Regions from separate parts of the Sus scrofa genome. Here regions 1 and 2 are each linked to region 3. A link is a contact called in public HiChIP or PLAC-seq data. All regions are on one chromosome and are shown on one strand. The core of a region is the stretch at or near the end of the contact, and the rest is flanking DNA. Distances in the headings are between cores, read along the strand shown.

Region 1 (4,982 bases), core at 82-2,581, 230 kb before region 3:
GAGTTCCCGTTGTGGTGCAGTGGTTAACGAATCCGACTAGGAACCATGAGGTTGCGGGTTCGGTCCCTGCCCTTGCTCAGTGGGTTAGCGATCTGGCGTTGCCGTGAGCTGTGGTGTAGGTTGCAGACGCGGCTGGGATCCCACGTTGCTGTGGCTCTGGTGTAGGCCAGTGGCTGAAGCTCTGATTAGACCCCTAGCCTGGGAACCTCCACATGCCGCGGGAGCGGCCCAAGAAATAGCAACAACAACAGACAAAAGACAAAAAAAAAAAAAAAAAAAGAATAAGTTTAATCAGAGAAGTGAGAAAATACAGGAGATACAGGAGTAAAGGAAAACAGTCAAATGAGAACAAATAATAATAGTTTAGCCATTAAGCAAAGTCAAGGACCTTTCATTCCTCCTCAAGGGCTATAGATAATTTTCTGAGCCATGTCCTACGAGCTGTCTTACAGTTACTGAAACCTTGGGAGTTCCCGTTGTTGCTCAGTGGTTAACGAATCCAACTAGGAACCATGAGGTTGCGGGTTCGATCCCTGGCCTCGCTCAGTGGGTTAAGGATCTGGCGTTGCCGTGAGCTATGGTGTAGGTCGCAGACGCGGCTCAGATCCCGCGTTGCTGTGGCTCTGGTGTAGGCCGGTGGCTACAGCTCTGATTCGACCCCTAGCCTGGAAACCTCCATATGCCGTGGGAGCAGCCCCAGAAAAAGGCAAGAAGACAAAAAAAAAAAAAAAAAAAAAAAAAAAAAAAAAAAAGAAACCCCCATGAGGTGGAAGAAGTTAACTACATGATGACCAGCCTGTGGTAGCCATGCCATTAAGCTGCCACAACTCCAAGAACTGGCCTCAAAGAAATGGGAACAAACCTTGGAACTGGAGTTCCTCTTGTGGCCCAGTGGTTAACAAAGGATGTGGTTTGATCTTTGACCTCACTTAGTGGGTTAAGCATCTGGTGTTGCTGTGGCTGTGGTGTAGGTTGACAGCTACAGCTCCGGTTAGACCCCCTAGCCTGGGAACCTCCATGTGGCAGGAAAAAAAAAAAAAAAGCAATAAAAACTGTTGGAGACCACTGAACTGCTGAACTCTGCAGAAAGCAAACTTGGTGTACTTACAAAAGCACAATAAACAAAGGAATGCTTATGATGGCAAAACCAGAAAAGCATGTCTGCTGACACAAAGTTCTAAGGTACAGGGTCTTCTTCAAAGACAAAGGAGTTATGCCTTAGCCATGCTGTTCTATAAGCAGCTGCGCTATGCCCCAGAGGTGTGCACCAGTAACTTTGATGCTAGCAGTGTCCTTCGTTATTCACTACGAGATAGCTTTGTCATTGCCTACGCCTGATTTTGCTGACTAACCTACATACGTCACCTTCCCTTAATAAAAGTCATGTGGGCTAAAGCCTAGGCGCCTTTGTTCTGCAGAACAGAGTGCCTCCTGGTCCCCCACTTTCTAGATGTAACAGAGTCTTGTGTGTTTTGTTATACCGCGCTATTCCTCTTTCAGGATCTCCCATTCCCCTGCAGTGCTGGATGTGGCAAGAATCCTTGGAACTAAAGATTAGCTGTACTTAAACTATCAAGGTAACACTGGTTAGACCACTGCAGGACCAATTTCAAGAGGACTGTCAGAGCTGACTGTGCTGTTTCTGCATGTAGCCCCTCCCTCCACCTATAAAATCTTTGCCCACTGATTGTCAGTGGGGGGGAGTTGGCCTTTGGGCAGGAGTCCACCCACACCCCAGACCCCCATTGCTGGCATCTGAAATAAAGCAAACTTTCCTTTCCACCAGCCTTGCCTCTTTATTGGCTTTAGAGCAGGGAGCATCCAGACCACATTTTTTTTTTCTTTTTTTCTTTTTGTCTTTTCTAGGGCTGTACCCTCGGCATATGGAGGTTCCCAGGCTAGGGGTCTAGTCAGAGCTGTAGCCACTGGCCTACACCACAGCCACAGCAACACCAGATCTGAGCCGTGTCTGTGACCTACAGCACAGCTCACGGCAATGCCAGATCCTTAACCCACTGAGTGAGGCCAGGGATTGATCCCTCAACCTCATGCAGACCTCACTTTCTATAACAGTTTCACCCCTTCTTCTACCACCAGCCATGGCAGTTTGGGCCTTTTCACTTCACTTAGGGTGGGCCATTGCCATGCTCAGGCTTCAGGAGCTATCCTAGCACCTTTCTCTGGGGTTCTTGGCAGGGAGTGAAATCCTGCATCAGGAGAGTGCTCCATACTAATAAATTCTCTCTAATAAAACTTTATATTCTGCCCCTTTGGTCCTCATCCTCAGAATCCAGTCCCGGATTTGCTCTGACTCCTGCCAGTACATGTTGGCAAGTTCTTGTAATACTTCCCAGGCTGGATGTTGTGACTTGACTCTGGTTCTTTGCCTGGTGGCCAGGAGGCGGATGCATCTTGTCTTACAAAGCAGAGGCTCTGTATCACCTAAAAGCAAGAGGGAGCCCTTAACATGGAGGAAGGGTCACTTCTGTAGGTCCAAAGGGTTCAGTGGAATCTGGAGATTCAAGATTATCGAGTGCATCAGCCCAGATGTTGCTATCCCAAGTCTCTGAGTCCCACTCCTTCTTTATCAAGGTTGATAAAGGGCTTGGTTGAGAACTTGACCTTCTCCAGAGCTCCATTCCTGGGATGGTTAAATCCCAGACCTGATGAGAATCTTTACTTGCTGCCAAGGAGAGTTTCACATGTTGCCTTGAATTGGTGATTAAGCATCCTCAGGTTTTCTCCCTTTCTGCAAGGAGGGGCTGGCGGTGGGAACACACTGCTGGCATGCAAAAGTTCCCCAGCCAGGAATAGAACCGAGCCACAGCAATGACCTGAGCCACAGCATTGACAATGCTGGATCCTTAACCTGCTAGGCCACCAGGGAACTCATTGTCTTTCTTTAAGCACTGATAGCCCCAGCTGTGTGATTCCTCTGTCCTTATATTAAGACTTCCCTTGAACTTATTAAATGCCAGGGAATTTTCTTCCGCCAGTGCCTTCTATCACCTAGAACATAAATACGCTCCATGATCTATGAATCCAAGCACAGACATTAACAGTTTATTGCCTTTTTTAAAACCAGAAGCTATGATTAAGTTTGTGAACTGGAAAATTTATTAGTAAACTAAGTTTTCTGTATAAATTAATGATGATTCTTCTTGATTCTTTATTTATTTTGGACTGTTGCGGAAACCGCAAAAACCGTGGCAATGGAAGGAGACAAACAGCACTCGGAGATATGGAAAAGCAAGGTTTATTCAGCACCGGTGCGGGCTCAGAGGAGTCACCTCCAGAGTCTGAGCACCAGGTCTTTGTTCTCAGTAGCTTTTATACATTACAAGGTCTTGATTTTCCCATGTAAGCATCCCGGACCTCCCTCCATCCCCAAGCAGACAGTGTTCCTCCCTAAGAAACTGAGCGAGCAAAGTTACAGAAGCGGAACTGATAAGCAATGTTGGGTACATGATTAGCAGGGCTGCTGGCTTGGACAAAGGGCACACAGTTGTTACATTATTACAAGAAGGGTGGTATAGTGACGGCATAGCTGGAAAGGCTTGCAGCTGCCTTCTTAGCCAAGGGGGGGTTGTTCTTTAGTTAAAACTCTATTTCAGGACAGCAGTGCTACCTAAATATGGAGTGGGAATTACTTACGGAAATATTTGCAAGCTTGTACTGCAGTATAATTGGTGCTTGTTTGAGCCCTTCATTAATAAGTAATTTTGCATCATTTCTTGAACTAATTTATTGGCACATTTTCAGCATTCCACTGTAAGACTTAAGACAAATCACATTAATAATGGTATGAGAGATTTTTGTATTTCTTTTCTGCACTATCATTTAATGATAATTTTCTATGACAGGCATTCTAAATGTCCTATTGAAGATAAGACTTTAATGTCTGCCTCAGAGACCAACAGGAAATACAATGTGACTTTAATTATATTCATGCCTTGGATTTGGACAGTGTTTTCTGTTATTAACTCTGGTGAAGGGTCCCTCTTCATAGAGTGTTTTTAGTCGTCTGTGAGGAGACAGGCTTGCTCAGACAAGTACTTAATGCTACAAAGTATGCAAGCAAGGTCATCAGATGAAGCAAGCCTTTTCCTTGTGGAAACCAGGTCAGGACCTGGTTTTCAGAGTGACAAGGACCTAAATTCTCAGGTTCTCTGTTGGCAGGCTGTCATGTTCCATCTACACCTTGAAAAACCACTAACTTAGGATTTTTACACAAATCACATTTAACAATAAGTAATTCAAAATTTTATGTGGAAGAGAGAAAATATAAACCACTGAAAGCATCTCTCTCTCTCTTTTTGGCCACACCCATGGCATATGGAAGTTCCCAGGCCAGAGATCAAGTCCAAGCTGCAGCGGCAGCACCGCTGATCCTTAACCCACTGGTCTGGGTCAGGGATCGAACCTACACCGCCACAGAGACAGTGGCAAATCCCCAACATGCCGCATCACAGCGGGAGCTACCATTGAAAGAAAGCATCTCTAAGTGCACATCAGGGAGTTCCTGTAGTGGCGCAGTGGAAATGAATCCGACTAGGTTGCAGGTTTGATCCCTGGCCTCACTCAGTGTGTTCAGGATCTGGTGTTGTCGTGAGCTGTGGTGTAGGTCACAGATGTGGCTTGGATCCCTTGTTGCTGTGGCTAAGGTGTAGCCCGGCAGTTGTAGCTCCAATTTGACCCCTAGCCTGGGAATTTCCTATGCCTTGAGTGCAGCCCTAAAAAGGGAAAAACAAAACAAAACAAAACAAAACACATCAGGAGTTCCCATCGTGGCTCAGCAGTAATGAACCTGATTAGTATCCATGAGGATGCAGGTTGGAGCCCAGGCCTGGCTTAGTGGGTTGGGAATCTGGCGTTGCGGTGAGCTGTGGTGTAGGTTGCAGATGCAGCTCAGATCTGGTGTTGCAGTGGCTGTGGTGTAGACCAGATGCTCCATATGCCTCGAGTGCAGTCCTAAAAAATAA
Region 2 (5,012 bases), core at 2,309-4,808, 210 kb before region 3:
GGGGGCCCAGGGAAAGACCAGGTGAGGTGTCCCTGAGGTCGAGGTCAGGGATAACTGATAAGGCGTCGTGTATGTGCATGAAATATGACCCTCTGGACAAGTTCTGCGGAGGGTGGGGTTGGGAGTTGCCTGGAAATCGCCTTTTGCCCTGGAAAGCCACTGAAGTACCATCAGACTGCGGGAGACTCAGAAATGATCAGAAGACAATAAGCAAGGAGGTGTCAGCCATTGTGGCTTCTTGGGTTCCCCTGGGTTCTTAAAGTGGTGGCCAAGGAATTCTGCCTGTCCTGGGTACAGATCTGCCTCGTCCTGAGTAGCTCTAAGGAGGTCTCTCCAACCTGTTCCTCCAGCCACCTCTTCCTGAGTAATTGCCACTTCCCTGCATAATCGTCTCACGGGTTGTAAAACCTGCTTGCAGTGTGGCAGGTCACAGGGCTGTAACTAACGCTGGGAACCAAAACACCCACAGACCTGCCAGGGCCCCTCACCCCTCTCCGTCATCCCAAACCTTTAGGGACAGCTACATACACACGACTTTGTCAGGGGTGCTTGGCACATGGGAAATGGGAAGGACGGCTGTGTCTGGGGTGGGGTGAGGAATAAGAGGACACTGTCAGCTGCAGGACCTAAGGGGGACTGTCCTATTTTATATTCAAGGTAAGGGTAACCTCTGATGGGTAGAAGGCTTGTGGCAGCCAGCACCTGGCCTCTGATCTCCCTTTAGCCTCAGCTAGGAGATCTATTAGCTCAGTTTAATCTGAATCCTGCATGAGCATTTTGCAGGAGGTGAAGGCTTCCTTTGATCCTGTCTTCCTCGTGCGAGAGTTCAGCCACAAATAGCGTGGCTTCCTTTTAGTTTTCACCTCCGAGTCTGACTTTGTTCTTCGCTGTCTCCATTTCCTGTACCAACCCTCCAGATCCCAGGTCTCCAGTTGTAGTTTGATGGTCTATTTTTAGCTTTTCTTCTTTGTTCTGTGCATTTCCCTCCAACTGAGGACACTGGAAATCTCTGCCAGGTGTTAGAAATGCACATGGGAGCTACAGCTAGAGACACACATGGGAGCTCTGATCAGGAGACTTTGGGTTTAATTCCAGCCAAGCTACTCACTAATCTTGTAGACCCAGAGAACTTATAGTTTTACTCAGAATCTGTTTTTTTGGAGTTCCCATTGTGGCTCAGTGGTTAACGAATCCGACTAGGAACCATGAGGTTGCGGGTTCGGTCCCTGGCCTTGCTCAGTGGGTTAAGGATCCGGCGTTGCCATGAGCTGTGATGTAGGTCGCAGGTGTGGCTCAGATCCCACGTTGCTGTGGCTGCGGTGTAGGCCAGTGGCTACAGCTCCGATTCAACCCCTAGCCTGGGAACCTCCATATGCCGAGGGAGTGGCCCAAGAAATGGCAAAAAGACAAAAAAAAAAAAAAAAAAGAGAGAGAATCTGTTATTTCATCTGTGAAGTAAAGGGGTTGATCTAGCAGGCTACTCTGGGCTCTTCGGGTTGCAAGTGACAATAAATCAACTCACACTAACTTGAGCTAGGGATGTATAGCTATTGGTTGCCAAAGAATGGTGGAGTCGGCAGGCTATGAGAAGGTGCTGGACCTCAGGAACAAATGGAACCAGGCATCTCATGGCCATTAGGACACATTCTCTGTCTCCTGTCTCCGTTTTCTTCTGAATACTGGCTTTTTTTCTCATTCAACCAGTTTTGTAACAGTGAAGAACAAACCTGACTCCATTTTGGATTTGTTCTTTTAGCTCTATCCTTTGTGCTCTGCTGCCTTGCGCTGAGTCATGCTGGCTCTGCACCTTTGTAAAAGAATGTTGCGTATAGCTTGAAATATGTGTAATAGCCCATTCCCAAGGCTCTGACCTTTAAATGTATAACATTTTTCTATTCATATAGAGATAAAAAGTTGCAGACAAGGAGTTCCTTTGTGACTCAGTGGGTTAAGGATCTGGCATTGTCACTGCAGCAGCTTGGTTTGCTGCTGTGATGTGAGTTCAATCCCTGGCCCAGGAACTTCTGCGTGCAGCAGGTACAACCAAAAAAAAAAAAAAAAAAAAAGTTCAGAGTTCCTGCTGTGGTGCAGCAGGTTAAGGATCTGGCTTTGTCTCTGTGGTGGCGCCAGTTCAATCCCTAGCCTGGCGCAGTGGTTAAGAATCCAGGGTTTTTCCCATCATGCCTTACTGGAAAGGAATCTGACTAGCATCCATGAGGATGCAGGTTCGATCCCTGGCCTCGCTCAGTGGGTTAAGGATCCAGCATTGTTGTGAGCTGTGGTGTAGGCTGCAGACACAGCTTGGATCTGTCATTGGTGTGACTGTGGTGAAGGCCAGCAGCTACGGCTCTGATTTCACCTCTAGCCTGGGAACCTCCACATGCCTTGGGTGGAGCCCCCCCCCCCCAAAAGAATCCAGGGTTGCCATGGCTGTGGCATACATAAGTCACTGTGGCCTAGGTCGAAGCTGTGGCTCAGATTCAATCCCTGGCCAAGGAACTCCCATATGCTGGGGGTACGACTGAAAAAGAAAAAAGTCATAGATAGATAATAACTCCTGTCTTGCTGGTAGTTTATAGGCAAACGGTGACCCGTCCTACGTGGACAGCTGCAAGAACAAAGGAACTGGGCAGCAAGAAGTTTGCACCAGCCAGCCACACCTGCTCCACTTTAGTATAAAAGCAGCTTGAATTCTAACTTGGGTAAGATGGTTTTGGGGGACACTAGTCTACCATCTTCTCTGACTGCTGCCTTTCCTAATAAAGTTGCTCTTCCTTGCCCCAACAGCTTTATTCATTGGCCTGGAGTGTGGCTAGCAGTTATGAGCTTGGACTGGGTGACAGTTCACAAAGTGGCTGACAGAGGCCCCGGTCGCTCCTCTCTATCTAATGGACTTCTGGGGTTGTTTTTGGCCACAGCCAGTGGTAGAACCCACACGACAGCAGTAACCCAAGCCACAGCAGTGACAATGTTGTATCCTTTACCCGCTAGACCACCAGGGTACTCCTCAAATGGCTTTCTTTTTTGTGTGGGGGTTTCTTTGTTTTTGCTTTTTTTCTTTTGCTTTTTTTCTGCTGCGGGCCGCACCCGCAGCAGATGGAGGTTCCCAGGCTAGGGGTCCAATTGGAGCTGCAGCTGCTGGCCTACCCCACAGCCACAGCAAAGCAGGATCCAAGCCTCGTCTGCAACCTATACCACAGCTCTCGGCAACGCTGGATCCTTAACCCACTGAGCAAGGTCAGGGATCAAACCGGCATCCTCATGGATTCTAGTCAGGTTCTTAACCCACTGAGTCACTATGGGAACTCTCTAATGGCTTTCTTCTTGAGCAGTCTAGAGATTATAGACACTGAGCTCCAAATTCAAAATTCTCATGGAAGGGCTCTTACGGCCCAGACTGGATCACTACCCAGCCCCAAACCAGTCAGCTGTGGTCTGAGAAGTAGAACCGCTTTGTGAAAAATGGCTGCTCTGCCATCCCAACAGTCATTATGGAGGGAGCAGGTGGAGTCAGTTATAAGAAAATCTAGGGGACTGGGCATATGGAAAAAATGTGCAGTGTGACAAGTTTGCGGTTTACTTGTTGAAAGTTCTGCTCTTGCTGTGTCAAAACCTAAAATGATCTTAGGCCTCTGATCAAATTTCTTAACATCCTTTATTCTGAGAAAATGTTGGCGGGGAAGTTCCCATTGTGATGCAGCAGAAACGAATCTGACTAGGAACCATGAGGTTGCGGGTTTGATCCCTGGCTTCGCTCAGTGAGTTAAGCATCCGGCTTTGCCAAGAGCTGTGGTATAGGTCGCAGATGTGGCTTGGATCTGGCATTGCTGTGGCTGTGGCGTAGACCAGCAGCTATAGCTCCGATTCGACCCCTAGCCTGGGGACCTTCATATGCTGCAGGTGCAGCCCTAAAAAGCAAAAATAAATAAATAAATAAATAAGAGAAAAAAGAAAAAAAGAAAATGTTGGCAGAAAACTAAAGCAAGTTTTGAATAAATTATTGGTCAAATCTCAGCTAACACAATTGAATATTTTCTAATGGGCATTCTTAAATTATAATCCTGCTGAAAGGATTCTGGGAATTTGATGGAGCTGGAAGAAGCAGAAACTGTCTGATTAACTGTTTTGGAGCTCTGGAATTTATTTATTTTTTCTTTTTTTTCTTTTCTTTTCTTTTTCATTTTCCTTCTTCTTCTTCTTCTTCTTTTTTTTTTTTTTTTTTTTTTTTTTTTTTTTGTCTTTGCTATTTCTTGGGCCGCTCCAGCGGTGTATGGAGGTTCCCAGGCTAGGGGTCTAATCGGAGCTGTAGTCACCGGCCTATGCCAGAGCCACAGCAACACGGGATCCGCGCCGCGTCTGCAACCTGCACCACAGCTCTCGGCAACGCCGGACCATCAACCCACTGAGTAAGGGCAGGGACCGAACCCACAACCTCATGGTTCCTGGTGGGATTCGCTAACCACTGCACAAGGAGGAGAACTCCAGAGCTCTGGCATTTATAAATGGCTTGCAACTTCCAGCGGAAGGCTCAGCCGGTAAATTGCACTTAATTTCAGTCAGTTTCAGCTCTAAGCCCAGTAGCATATACCCATCCCCCATCCTCAGCCAGGTTGCAGGCAGCTGTGTCTGTGTTCCTGGAGCACTTTGCACACAGCTGTAGGAAGCAGAGTGGACAAAAAGAACCCTCTTCTCCAAGCATCAGATCTGTGCTCTGATGGCCGATTTCCGCTTCTGATCTTAGAAAGGCAGACCAAGAGGAGAAGCATCATTATTGTTGCCCTCCTTCCTTCCCTCTTAGTAACACAAACTCTACCAAGACTAGATCATGAAGAAATAGAATATTTGAACAGATCTAGGACTAGATCCCAAATCCCCGATGGTTTTGGGGGAAGAGTTTTTATAGCAAGCTTTGGGGGGAGGTCTGCAAGGTGTGTGACCTTTCTTTACTAATCTTCCTTCCAATTCTAACTAGTGTGGGGTCATGTGCTTATGCTCAGCCTGAAGTTACCATC
Region 3 (4,980 bases), core at 1,682-4,181:
ACTCCATGGAAACAAATTTTTTTTTGGTCTTTTTAGGACCACACCTGCAGCATATGGAGGTTCCCAGATGAGGGGTTGAATGGGGTTGAATGGGAGCTATAGCCAATTGCCTACACCACGGCCACATCAACTCGGGATCTGAGCTGCATCTGCGACCTTCACCACAGCCCACAGCAACGCCAGATCCTTAAACCACTGAGCAGCGCTAGGGATCAAACCTGTGGCCTCATGGATGCTAGTCAGATTCGTTTCCACTGAGCCAAAACAGGAACTCCTGGAAACAGATCTTAATGTCTGTCTTGGTTGTCGCTGCATCTCCCTGGGCACAGGTGGCAGAGTGGCCAGCTCAGAGTGCTCACAGAACAGGGCTTCAGTGAGGAAGATGAGAGCTTCACACCCTGACTCTGGGCATCAGGAGCTGTGCAACCTGCTCAGAGAACTGGATTTTAAATGGTAGGTGGGAAGGACAGCGGGTGGGGTGAGCATGCCCAGCTCTGACACTGGGTGGGACTGAGGCCCACAGAGAGCCCCAAGGGGCCTGGGCTGGTCAGATGGTGCCAACCTGGAGCCACTGTCCCCCATTCCTCACTGTGAGGCAGGACACCACTGCTTCCCTGTAATACGCTTGGCCTGAAGTAGGCCTGCAGCTCATTCATTCTCTGGGGGAAGGTGGAGAGCCAGCCTCTTTCTGCACTTCCAGCAGTAGGAAGACGGGGCTGCCAGCCCAGAGCCCTGAGGGGGCAGGGCACCTGGGGCTGATCAGTCTCTCCAGAAGGGCTCCCCATCCCCCCAGTCGGAAGCATTCTCAAGTACACAGTGCTTTGACCTCAACAGGTAAGAAGGGCAAGAATTAACCCCATTTCACAGTCTCCTCAACTGAGGCCTGAAGCCGTCCCACAGCCAGGAAGTGGTCTAGTGAAGATTCCACCTCCTGGAGTTCCCGTCGTGGCTCAGTGAAAATGAATCTGACTCATACCCATGAGGACACAGGTTTGATCCCTGACTTTGCTCAGTGGGTGAACGATCCAGCGTTGCTGTGAGCTGTGGTGTAGGTGGCAGATGCAGCTTGGATCCTGTGTGGCTGTGGCTGTGGTGTAGGCCGGTTGCCACAGCTCCGATTTGACCCCTAGCCTGGGAGCCTCCATATGCCCAGAGGGCAGCCCTAAGAAGACAATAAATAAATAAATAAATAAATTTAAAAAGACTCCACCTCCTGCGCTCCTGCCACTACCTGGCACTGGGTGCTCAAAATGCTCAGCCCGACTGGTCCTGTGGTCCGCCTGCCTGGAATGCCCTGCTCCCTTCACCTACTAACTGCTCCCCTCCCCTCTCCTGCTTAAGACAGTAGAGGAGAGAGAGGGTGAAGGAGTAGCTTTGGAGCTGGCGCTGGCGAGTCCCAGGCTGGGCTTGTCCACTTGGAGCTGTGTGGCTCTGAAGGAGTCTTGGAACCTCTCTGGGCCTGAGTTGTCTCATGGGAAGAAGGGAGGGGTTTGTACCTATTGCTATTTCTGCTTTTTGGTGAGAGTTACCTGTAGTGATTAACACAGTGCCTAGCACAGAGGGAGCACTCTCTAAATGTCTGCTCATTATGAACAGGGGTTCAAACACTGTCAACAGCTGAGTGTGCCCTCTGAGTCCCCAGGTGGCATGTGACACACTTGTCCTGGCTGAAGTGGGCACAGGCTCTGAATCACAGCCTGTTTGAGTCCTCCCTGTTCTGAGAATAGCCACTGACAGCAGCCCCGCTGTTCCCGCCAGCCTTCCCCACCCGGGGCCCAGCCCAGCTCTTGGCAGGAGGGGGAGCCCAGGGAGCAGAGAAGACCAGCTTTCCCCAGGACCCCCTCACTGGCCTGAAGCCCTGGCACTGTCCCCGAAGTCAGAGTGGCTCTCCCACGGCCTCACCTTGGGCTCCCTGGAGAATAATAGCTGACACTCATCCAGTGACCAAAAGTGCCCTCCTGTGCTCAGAGACTACACAGGGGCTCCCACCTCCCAGAAGCCTTCATGAACAGGCAGTATTTCCCCCTTTTGCAGACAAGGACACCAGCTCAGAGAGGGCAGGTAATATGCCTCAAGTCACACAATACGCGGTTGCACTGGGATTCCAACCCAGGTCTGTCTGATGCCAAGTCTAACCCACCCGGCCAAGTGCTCACCACCTATACTGGTCCCAATGGTGATGCGGCCACTGTCCATGGGGAAGGCAGATGGCATTTACTGGCACTGGCCTTGTGCTCCCCCTCCTTACCCTCCACAATGACCCTGTGAGGTGGATGCTACTGCTAGACCCATTTTACGGATGAGGAAGTTGACGTGCAGAGCTGGGATTCTCTCTCACAGGCCTCTGTTAACCAAATCCCCTATCCCCTGACCATGCCCAGGAACAAATAAAGCCTCATGCTCATGTGACTCTTTTTTTTTTTTTTTGAGGGCCGCACCCGCAGCATATGGAGGTTCCCACGATAAGGGTCTAATTGGAGCTACAGCTGCCGCCTACACCACAGCCACAGCAACGCCAGATCTGAGCCGCATCTGCGATCTATGCCACACCTCATAGCCACGCCACATCCTTAACCCACTGAGCGAGGCCAGGGATCGAACCTGCAACCTCATGGTTCCTAGTCGGATTCATTTCTGCTGCGCCACGACGGGCCCCTCATGTGATTCTTAAGGGGGAGAAGGGGTTGGGGAGGAGGACCTGCAATGCAATGGTGGGGGTCGGAAGAGAGGGGAGAGGGAGGGGACCAGCTTGGGGGAGGGGGCCCTGGAACCCCTTCCCAAGACCCAGGGGGCAAGCAGAGGGGGATGACGTGGGAGCTGGGGGGCCCTGAGCAGCCTGGCCTGGGGTGGGGGCAGGGGTAGGGTGAGGGCTCTAGCTGCTGGCACCACCCTCCGTGGCTGCCTAGTGAACCACAGAGGGCAGAATGGGGCCGGTCACATGGCCAGTGAAGCAGAACAAAGGGCACCAGGAGGGATTGGCAATGGGCAGCGCCTGCCGGCACAGCTAGGAGGAGAGCTGCCAGCCTCAGGCCTCAGTCTCCTGGACTGTGAAGCAGGGTTTAGAATCGCTGACTGTCTCCCTCTCAGAGTTGTTCTTTTAGGGATCCTGGGTGTACCCTTGGACGGGAGAGAAGAGGATGACAAGGATTCTCCTGGGGGAAACCTTGACCCTGGCCTGAAGCCCCCCATGGGCCTGGCAGACCAGACCTCACCCTTGGGCCAGATCTGGGTCCCCAAAAAGGGAAAGACGCTGGGGAGGGAGTGATGTCGGCTCCACTGACGGTCAGAGAAAGAGCTGGGCTTAGATGTGGGCGATCTGGACCAGTGGGGCAATGACAGATGCGTCACCTGCCCTCCGGCAGGCCGAGTAGGTGGTAAGGCCCCAGGTGATGCCCCAGGGACGGCCTGACCTGAGGACCTCAGCAGTAAGCAAGGCCACTCAGGACTTCCTGGGTGAGATCTGGAGCTTCCTCCTCCCTTGATAATGAGGAAGCCCCAAACCCTGCTTTCTGGGGCTTTCCAGCCAGTCTAGAGGCCTGGATTTGGGAGGCAGGAGGGGTGGAATTTGGGGAGAGGAGGAGGGAGCATGAGTGTGTGTGTGTGTGACAGTGTGTGTGAGACAGTGTGCGTGTGAGTGTAGGTGTAGGGATGTGGGGATGAGCGTGCAGAGGCGGGGGAGGAGGAGCACAGGCTTGTGGGGGAGCCGAGGAAGCACTCAGCCGGGGGGGAGGGGGGCACGAGGATGAGCCTGGGAGCCTGTGGGTGTGTGTGCACCACGGCCTAGTGTCCACAAGCTGTTGGGGATGCAGGAGGAGGGGGCAGTGAACAAGGTGAAGGCTGTGTGTAAGGGGGGTAGGGGGGGAAGAGGTGCCTGTCTCATCCCACCTCTGGAAGCCACTTATGGAGGGGTGGTGGCGCAGCCCTGAGCCAGGCTGACTCGGGTCCCATTGCCAGTGGTGCCGCTCGGGTCCCTGTGTGTAACTGTGTAAAGTGGGCTTTGCAGCAGCAGCAGCAGCAGCAGCAGCAGGCGCGGATTAGAGCCTCCACTCTTGATTACATAAGCAGTGGCTGAGGGATTCAATGGCAGGGTTTGGCTACGGCCCCAGCGCCTGGGCCTGGTCCTGAGCAGGTCCTGGGGGCCAGGAGTCTGTGAAGTGCTCAGTCTTTTCAAGGGAAAGAACTGGGTTTGGGGCCCACGCACCTGCTGACAGGCAAGGCGGTTCATGAGCAGGGGCCGGCGAGACCCCATCCCCACCCGTTCCCTACAAGTCCTGTGAAGGCCCTATGAGCGACACGAGGGACTCACGGTCCTCTGATTCGACTCTGCGACTCTCATGGGAGCCTCTGTGTCCTGGAGGCGCGAGCCCACCGACTCCACAGCATCCCTGAGGCTGGGGGCGGGGGTCAAGCTTACCCCGGCGATACCAGCCATCAGACGATCTGACGGGCTCTGTGAGCCTAGAAGTCCCTGACTCCCGCCCCAGAATGCGCTCTCTCCTTTCCCTTCCGGATCTCAGGGCCTGGGTTGGAATTCTGGCTCTACCACTTACTACCTGCAAGGGCTCAGACAAGGTTAATCTCTCTGAACCTCAGTTTCCTCATCTATAAAATGGGGAGAGTAACCAGGACTACTTTACAAGGCTGCTCGGAAGCCTAAACAAGTTCATACGTGGACACAGAATGTAGAACTTCTCCTGATGGCCAGCAGCTCTCCTCCAGCTAAGTCCGTTCCCGTCCCTGTCACCGTTAGCACCGCTACACTGTCTAAGGGAACCTCTGCTGCAGCAGCTCGCAGACATCATTCGTATTTAGAGAGTTCTATGTATTTTTATAGCAAGCAGTGGCATTTGACTCTTAGAAACAGAATGGATCCCCATTTTTTTTTAGGGCCACACCCATGGCATATGGAGGTTCCCAGGCTAGGGGTCGAATCGGAGCTACAGCTGCCTGCCTACACCACAGCCACAGCCATGCCAGATC

Evidence for each region. HiChIP or PLAC-seq counts read pairs in DNA pulled down with a chosen protein or histone mark.
Region 1: a contact with region 3 is called in an H3K27ac HiChIP or PLAC-seq map of alveolar macrophages. The contact joins two enhancer-like sites. A contact is called at or near these places in 1 of 47 Hi-C or Micro-C datasets (embryonic fibroblasts) and 1 of 2 datasets of contacts at active chromatin or transcription factors (alveolar macrophages).
Region 2: an H3K27ac HiChIP or PLAC-seq map of alveolar macrophages shows a contact between it and region 3. The contact joins two enhancer-like sites. A contact is called at or near these places in 1 of 47 Hi-C or Micro-C datasets (embryonic fibroblasts) and 1 of 2 datasets of contacts at active chromatin or transcription factors (alveolar macrophages).

The regions. Positions count from the first base shown.
Region 1 is chr12:26,513,735-26,518,716 of Sscrofa11.1, reverse strand. No RefSeq gene overlaps it. Among named protein-coding and RNA genes, the nearest start is that of TMEM92, 50 kb to the right of the region's middle. Within about 2 kb of position 1,331, at least 4 of the 83 cell types and tissues checked have an H3K27ac peak or open chromatin away from gene starts, as enhancers often do. A contact at or near this core is called in alveolar macrophages, where this site is marked.
Region 2 is chr12:26,492,372-26,497,383 of Sscrofa11.1, reverse strand. No RefSeq gene overlaps it. Among named protein-coding and RNA genes, the nearest start is that of TMEM92, 28 kb to the right of the region's middle. Within about 2 kb of position 3,558, at least 1 of the 83 cell types and tissues checked has an H3K27ac peak or open chromatin away from gene starts, as enhancers often do. A contact at or near this core is called in alveolar macrophages, where this site is marked.
Region 3 is chr12:26,281,317-26,286,296 of Sscrofa11.1, reverse strand. The region is part of intron 2 of PDK2 (pyruvate dehydrogenase kinase, isozyme 2); the gene reads right to left. Among named protein-coding and RNA genes, the nearest start is that of PDK2, 9.2 kb to the right of the region's middle. Within about 2 kb of position 2,931, at least 24 of the 83 cell types and tissues checked have an H3K27ac peak or open chromatin away from gene starts, as enhancers often do. A contact at or near this core is called in alveolar macrophages, where this site is marked.